2 separate regions of the Zea mays genome follow, and region 1 is linked to region 2. Evidence: chromatin contacts called from public Hi-C data. All regions are on one chromosome and are shown on one strand. The core of a region is the stretch at or near the end of the contact, and the rest is flanking DNA. Distances in the headings are between cores, read along the strand shown.

Region 1 (3,119 bases), core at 385-2,884, 130 kb before region 2:
TTTCACTGGGTTGAGGAGGCGCGATGGCAGGTTGCTTTAGGTTGAGGGATCTAGCTCCGCGTTATCGTCGAGGAACACGACGCTGCAGGCGCCTTCCACGCTGCCATCTCAGTGTCCTCCTCCACCTTCCTCTTCAGATCAGATCAGCACTCGCCATTCCAATGGGAGGTGCCTCGGTACACTGCCGATGCGTTCGCCGGGGCCGAGGCCACACACCTTGTTGGTGTCGATGTCGGCGTAGAGCGGCAGGATGCGGCGAGGCGGAGTACACGCAGGTGTGGGCGGAACTGTCAAGGAGCTAATCGCAGCACCAGCTCCTGCGCAGTGAGCGTACACCACGACCTCGCCGTCCCACCCACCCATCAGCTGAGGCGGGACGCGGCCGGGTCGAAGAGGCGACGAGGGGGAGTGAGGGGTGGCTCGGCGGCCAAAAGGCAGGACACGATGAAGGGGGCATGGCCTCCCCGAGTCGCCGGTGAAAAAGCGGGCACGAGCGAGGAGCTCCTACGATGGAATCCGGCAGTGGTCTGGGGGAGGGGGTGCCGATGTCGAATGAGGGCGGGGTCACGGTGACGGAGGACGGGGTTGGACTGCGGCGGTCGCGGATCCGGGCATCGCCGGGGGGGAGGCCTTGAATCCCGGACATGCCACGGGGGTGTTCTCGGATCCCTGTCACTGTGGACGCGGTGCAGGGCAGCGGTCGCGAACGGCTTCTGTGCGGGGCGAGGGAAGCAGGACAGCGGTCGCTGACGGCTTCGGGAGATGGGGGCGGGGGGCACGATGATGCTTGTGGACGCCCTCGTTGTGCTCTTAATGAGTAGTAATAGATTTGTTCCTTCCTCTCTCTTCCCTTTAGCCGCTGGAGCCCACATGTCAGTCGAACGTCATTCAGATTTCTGTGACAAAAGCATATCTATAGGTGTACATTTGGGCCAGGCCTAATGGGCCGGCCCGAAGCACGAAAAAAGCACAGCCCAGGCACGACACGACACAAAATATTTTAGTGCTGGGCCGGGTTTGGGCCGAGGTCGCGGCCCATGGGCGGGCACGAGCACGACCCGTTTAAGGCAAGCACGAAATGGCCCATATAGAGGCACAAAAAGACCCATATATTTATTAAAATCGCACTTCATTCCACACTTTCATGTACTTGATAAAGAACACAATGCTAGAGATAATGTTAGTTAGATGTTTTTTGTAGCTTTAAATTAGAGTATGTGATATAATTTTATTTTTGTTATGAACATTAGATAATGAACTGAACTTACGAACTTTATATATAGCTGATTGTACTCTTTTTCTTTCTAACAAAATGATTTGTAAACGAGGTAGTCATTGCATAGCTCTAATAACTTAATACAAATATTAAGTTTGCTTTTGGTCAAATTTATTTGTCTTATCTTTTATTTGTTTTATTAAATTTGTTTTGAATTTCGGGCCCTAATGTGAATTTCGTGCTTTTATAATTTCAGACCGCCCGAAATGAGGTCGGTACGTTTAAGCAATTACGGGCCGGACCGTGGGCTAGGCCCGTGGGCCAGCCCGACACGATCCGAAATTCAAACGGACCGAGCCAACACGAAATTCAAATAATACGGATTTTTTTGGATTTGGGCTAGACCCGGCCGAGTGACGCGAATGTACACCTTTAACCATATCCTACCTTCTGCCATGTGAGCCCTTTGTGTCAGTAGCTTGGCTATCCCGCTCGCCGTCTCGTTTGGGCCCCCAACACCCCCCACCCCACCGTCTGACCGTCCTATAGACTATAGTCCTATGATCCTATCCATCATCCTCTCCCATTTCGTCGCAATCCTCAAAAAGGGAAGACATGGCGGCGAGCGCACTGCTGACGGGGTCGCCGTGGCTGCGCATGCGCCTCCTACCGGACGCGCCCGCGCGCCCCTTCCGCCACCTCCACCTCCGCCGGAGCTTCTCCGTCCGCGCCTCCGGCGCCGACGGCAGCCCCGCCCCCGTCCGCGTCCGCTTCGCGCCGTCGCCCACCGGCAACCTCCACGTCGGCGGCGCCCGCACCGCGCTCTTCAACTACCTCTTCGCGCGCTCCAAGGGGGGCCGCTTCGTGCTCCGCGTCGAGGACACCGACCTCGAGCGCTCCACCAGGAAGTCCGAGGAGGCCGTCCTCGCCGACCTCGCCTGGCTCGGTCTAGACTGGGACGAAGGTGCGCTCTCTCTCTCTCTCTCTCTCACCACTCTGAATTGGGTGTCATCTCGTCGACGGCCTATCATTGTGGCCCGTACATTTCTGACCTTGCAGTCCAGCCGTTGCTGCTGCTTGCCGCCTTTGACTTGATCACTACTGCTTCATAGATCTAGCCTCTCATCTTGCAACTGTTATGCTCTTATCGCGAAAACTGGATGCCACTCGCACATAATACGGCGGCTCGGCTTTAGGTGCAGGTAAATCGGTAGGAGATGTCAAAAAACATAATTGTTTGCTAACTTTTCTGTTGACTGCTGTGTTTCCGTGCACCTGCAAAAGAGCTAATCTATGTACAAGCATTGCGATGAATATTCAGTTTCATCAGATCATTGTAGAGCGTGCTATACTGCTATCTATACGACTATAGCAGAAATAATTGGTCTACGTCCATATTTGGCTAGGTCCCGATGTCGGTGGGGATTTTGGGCCTTATCGCCAGTCAGAGCGGAACTCACTGTACAAACAGTATGCTGAGAAGCTTTTGGACTCTGGTGCGGTTTACCGCTGCTTTTGCTCCAGCGAGGTATTGTTCTTCCCTCGCATAATTTGCATGATGCCGTGTGTTATCAAGTGACAAGTGCAGTCGGGTTTCAACAATCCCAGTTTCACATGCACATGTGCTATTCATTCCCTTTATGCAGAGTTCTAGAAGCTTTTTGCCTTTTTAGTAAAAGTATCTGACCCGTTTGGTTTTACAGAAAATTCATCGCAGCCGATTCTATCGTAATTCACGATCTTGAATGACTAGTTTTGGAGTCATTTGACAGTATCCTTATGTTGTCCAGTTTGACAGTTGTTGCCATTTCTTCAGGAACTCGAGCAAATGAAGGAAGTCGCAAAGCAGAGACAACTTCCTCCTGTGTATATGGGGAAGTGGGCAAGTGCTTCAGATGCAGAA
Region 2 (3,060 bases), core at 503-3,002:
CACTGAGGGTCGCCACAAAACGAAGTCAGGGTTCCTTTCAGCGCTGAAGAGAAGCCACTGAAGGGCACTGGGCACCCAGCCACCTATGATAGTTTACTCCAATGTAATGTTGGTGATTGATGCACGCTGTAATCACAATCACAGCATGATTCTGAAGTTCTGATGCAAGTTGAATAGTGCGCTGTAGTTGTACAGTCACGATTTTCTCGTGTAATTGCAGTTGTCTCTCTCTTTTTGGCTCAATTTGCCCTTTTGTTTTGTTGCTTTGCCCTCATGTAATCGTAGATGATATTTGTTGGATGTTCTAACGACTGGCATAGATTGAAGTGTGCTGAAATAAATTCCTGCTGGTGAGAAACAGCGCGCTTCGTGTCAGTTAACTCGGAGATTTATCATAGATGAGATGAATTTACTGATGCAGTTGACTACTTGTACAGAAGCGTCTTCTTGAAATGACTATTTCAGCGAACTTTTAATCAAACGAATGATGCATTTTGACTTCTGGCACAATCTCGAGTAAAACAGGATTGTAAACCGACTGACCATCATCATCAAATCGCCTTTCGCTGAATAATAATACCCCAAACCTCAGCAAATCAAAGATTCGACAAAAAAAATTACATGTCCAACTACAAATTCGAGCTAGCTACTGTATCTAGCTATCATTCATCAGTCATCACCTTTGAGCTTCCTGACCTTGTCGAGGAATGCTTGACGGCCGGGGAAAGGATTGGCGCCCTTTCCGCCTTTCCCCGGCGTCCTCTTCTCGTCGAGCGTCTCGCCGGCGCGGCTACTCTGGCCCAGCCCCAGAATCTCCTTGCTGGCCATCCTGATCTGAGCCTGCTTCCTGGCCGACGACGATCCCAGGACGCCGCCGTCCGCCACGCCAGCATGCACCCCGAGCATGTCCATCTTGGCCGTCCTCACCTGCTCCTCCCTCCTCGTCCGCACCCGCTCCCTCCTCTTGTCGCGCTTCCCCACGGCGCCGCCCGGGTCAGCCCCGGCGGCGGCGCCGAACAGGGAGCCGCCCTTCTTGGCGCCGCCGGGGGAGCTGTTGCTATTGCTGTTGCTTTGCTTCGTCCGGGCGCCCTTCCTTGGAATGCGGCCGCCGTAGGATGTGCCGAGGAGGCGGAGGTCGAGGCGGCCCCACCCTTCCTCGTCGGAGAGGTCCCACCCGAAGCGCTCGGCCATCTCCTGGAGCGGCCCGTCGCCGTCGGCGTCGTAGGCGTAGTCGTAGCCGTCGGCGTCGCCGCGGAGGAAGCGGTGCGCGTGCTCCCACTCGACGCGGTCGACGTACACGGGGTCGTCGAGGACGGCGCGCGCGAGGCCTGCCCAGGGCGCGGTGTCCCCGTAGTCGAGCTCGGCCGCGACCCACCGGAGGTACGACGGCGGCAGCGTGCCCAGCATCTGGCCCCTGTACTTGCCGAACTCGATCACGCGGTCCCTCGCCGGCCGAGACGACGGCGCCGGCGCAGGAGGAGGCGTGGGCGCCGGTCCCGCTCTCGCCGGCCTGGCGCGGCACCGGCACCGGCGCGCGCGCGGTGGTGGGTGGTGAGGGGAGGGAGGCGGATGAGGTGAGGAGGCGCCGTCGTGGACGTGGGTGTCGGCGGAGCCGGGGAGGAGAGGCAGGGTCCGGCAGCGGTCGGGGCCAGCATCGTCGCCTGCCGCGGCGGTCGGCAGCCGAGGCAGGGTCTCTGGTGGGGACTGGGGAGTGATGAGCCTCCGCAGCGCACAGAGGGAACTACCCGCTCGTCACACAAGTCTCGTCATAGGCGTGATGATATGGATAAAAAAAGGGCACATCGTGTCATCTCTCACGGTCTCACGGTCTCACCTCATCCACATCTACCAGGCATCAGCTCGAAAGCTCAGCACATCACAGGCCAGCCCAAGCAGCGATGCCAGCGGTGGCGTCCCTTTGGGCGCCGCCCGCGGCTGCCCGGCGGCGGAGGTTCTCCCCCGTGGTCTCGTCCTCGCTGCGCCGGGTCGCGTCGGGCGGCGGGTCTAGCTGGCGGAGCGAGCGGCGGCTCATGTCGGAGCTGGAGCGCACAGTGACAGCGGGCGCGACCGAGCGCGTCATCCGCAGCTACGTCGGCACCAAGTCGGAGCGCGCCGCGCTCGCCGCGCTCTCCAGGCTACTCATGGACTCCGACCCCCTCGCCATCCCGGTGCGCCCCCTCTCACAGTCTCACCTCTCCCGGAGGAGGAGGTAGCCGTACCAAGAAACAGAAAACCATCACCTGATTCCTTATCATCAGCCGGTAACCTCTGTTCTATTCCTGTTGCAGTTCTACGAGGCGGTCACACAGGCACGGTGGTTCAAATGGAGCTCGATCCACGCAGCTGCAGTCGCCGCCTTGCTCGAAGCCAACGGACGCGCCGGAGAATCCAGGTCCCTGATCGCCGACTCCGTCTCGCAGCACCTCCAGCAGTCGACCGACGAGGTAGCCCTCTTCTACTGCGACCTCATAGCGGCGTTCTCCTCGCGCGGGCTCAAGGACCGGGCGACGGAGTTCCACATGGAGCTACGGTCCATGCCGCCGCTCTCCGGGCGCAAGGCCTACGCGGCGATGGTCAAGTCCCTGTGCCTGCTGGGCATGCCGGCCGAGGCCGAGGCAGCGCTCAGGGAGATGGTCTCGCGAGGGCACCGGCCCGAGGCGGCCCAGTTCGGGGCCGTCGCGAGGTGCTACGGCAGGGCCGGCTCACCGGCCGACATGGAGCGGGTCATCGCGTCCATGGCGGACGCCGGCGGCATCCGCCTCGGCGCCGGCGCGGCGGATGCCGTGCTGTCGTGCTACAGCGCCTGCCGCGACCACGCCAGGACTCTGGCGTGGCTGAAGAGGATGCGGAAGCTGCGCGTCGCGGTGACCGCGAAAGGCTACAACTTGGTGCTCAACTCGTGTCCGTCGCTCGCTTCGGTGGTGCGGGAGCTGGGCCCTGAGCTTCCGCTGTCGACGGCCGGGCTGGTCGGGTGGCTCAGGTCTGCGTCGACAACACCGGCACCGGCAGCGGAAGTGGAGGTGGTGCGGGAGCTCCTGGCGTCGTCGGCGTCGGTTCTGG

Evidence for each region. Hi-C and Micro-C count contacts between places; a contact is called where the count stands out from the background.
Region 1: a Hi-C map of root tip shows a contact between it and region 2, with 2.9 times the contacts expected there. The contact joins the promoter of LOC100383787 here to the promoter of LOC103628269 in region 2. A contact is called at or near these places in 3 of 25 Hi-C or Micro-C datasets (leaf, root tip and tassel).

What each region holds. Positions count from the first base shown.
Region 1 is chr5:72,916,768-72,919,886 of Zm-B73-REFERENCE-NAM-5.0, reverse strand. LOC100383787 (Glutamate--tRNA ligase chloroplastic/mitochondrial) reads left to right here and starts at 1,634. Exons shown (of 12, transcript NM_001176422.2): 1 at 1,634-2,180; 2 at 2,623-2,744; 3 at 3,033-3,119. The coding sequence starts at 1,832.
Region 2 is chr5:72,786,331-72,789,390 of Zm-B73-REFERENCE-NAM-5.0, reverse strand. LOC103628269 reads right to left here and starts at 1,752. Exons shown (of 2, transcript XM_035959075.1): 1 at 681-1,752; 2 at 177-347. The coding sequence starts at 1,752. The coding sequence ends at 196. LOC100194308 (pentatricopeptide repeat smr4) reads left to right here and starts at 1,835. Exons shown (of 2, transcript NM_001139346.1): 1 at 1,835-2,168; 2 at 2,289-3,060. The coding sequence starts at 1,899. It overlaps LOC103626542 (serine/threonine-protein kinase STY46), which reads left to right. Exons shown (of 16, transcript NM_001398826.1): 16 at 1-413. The coding sequence ends at 61.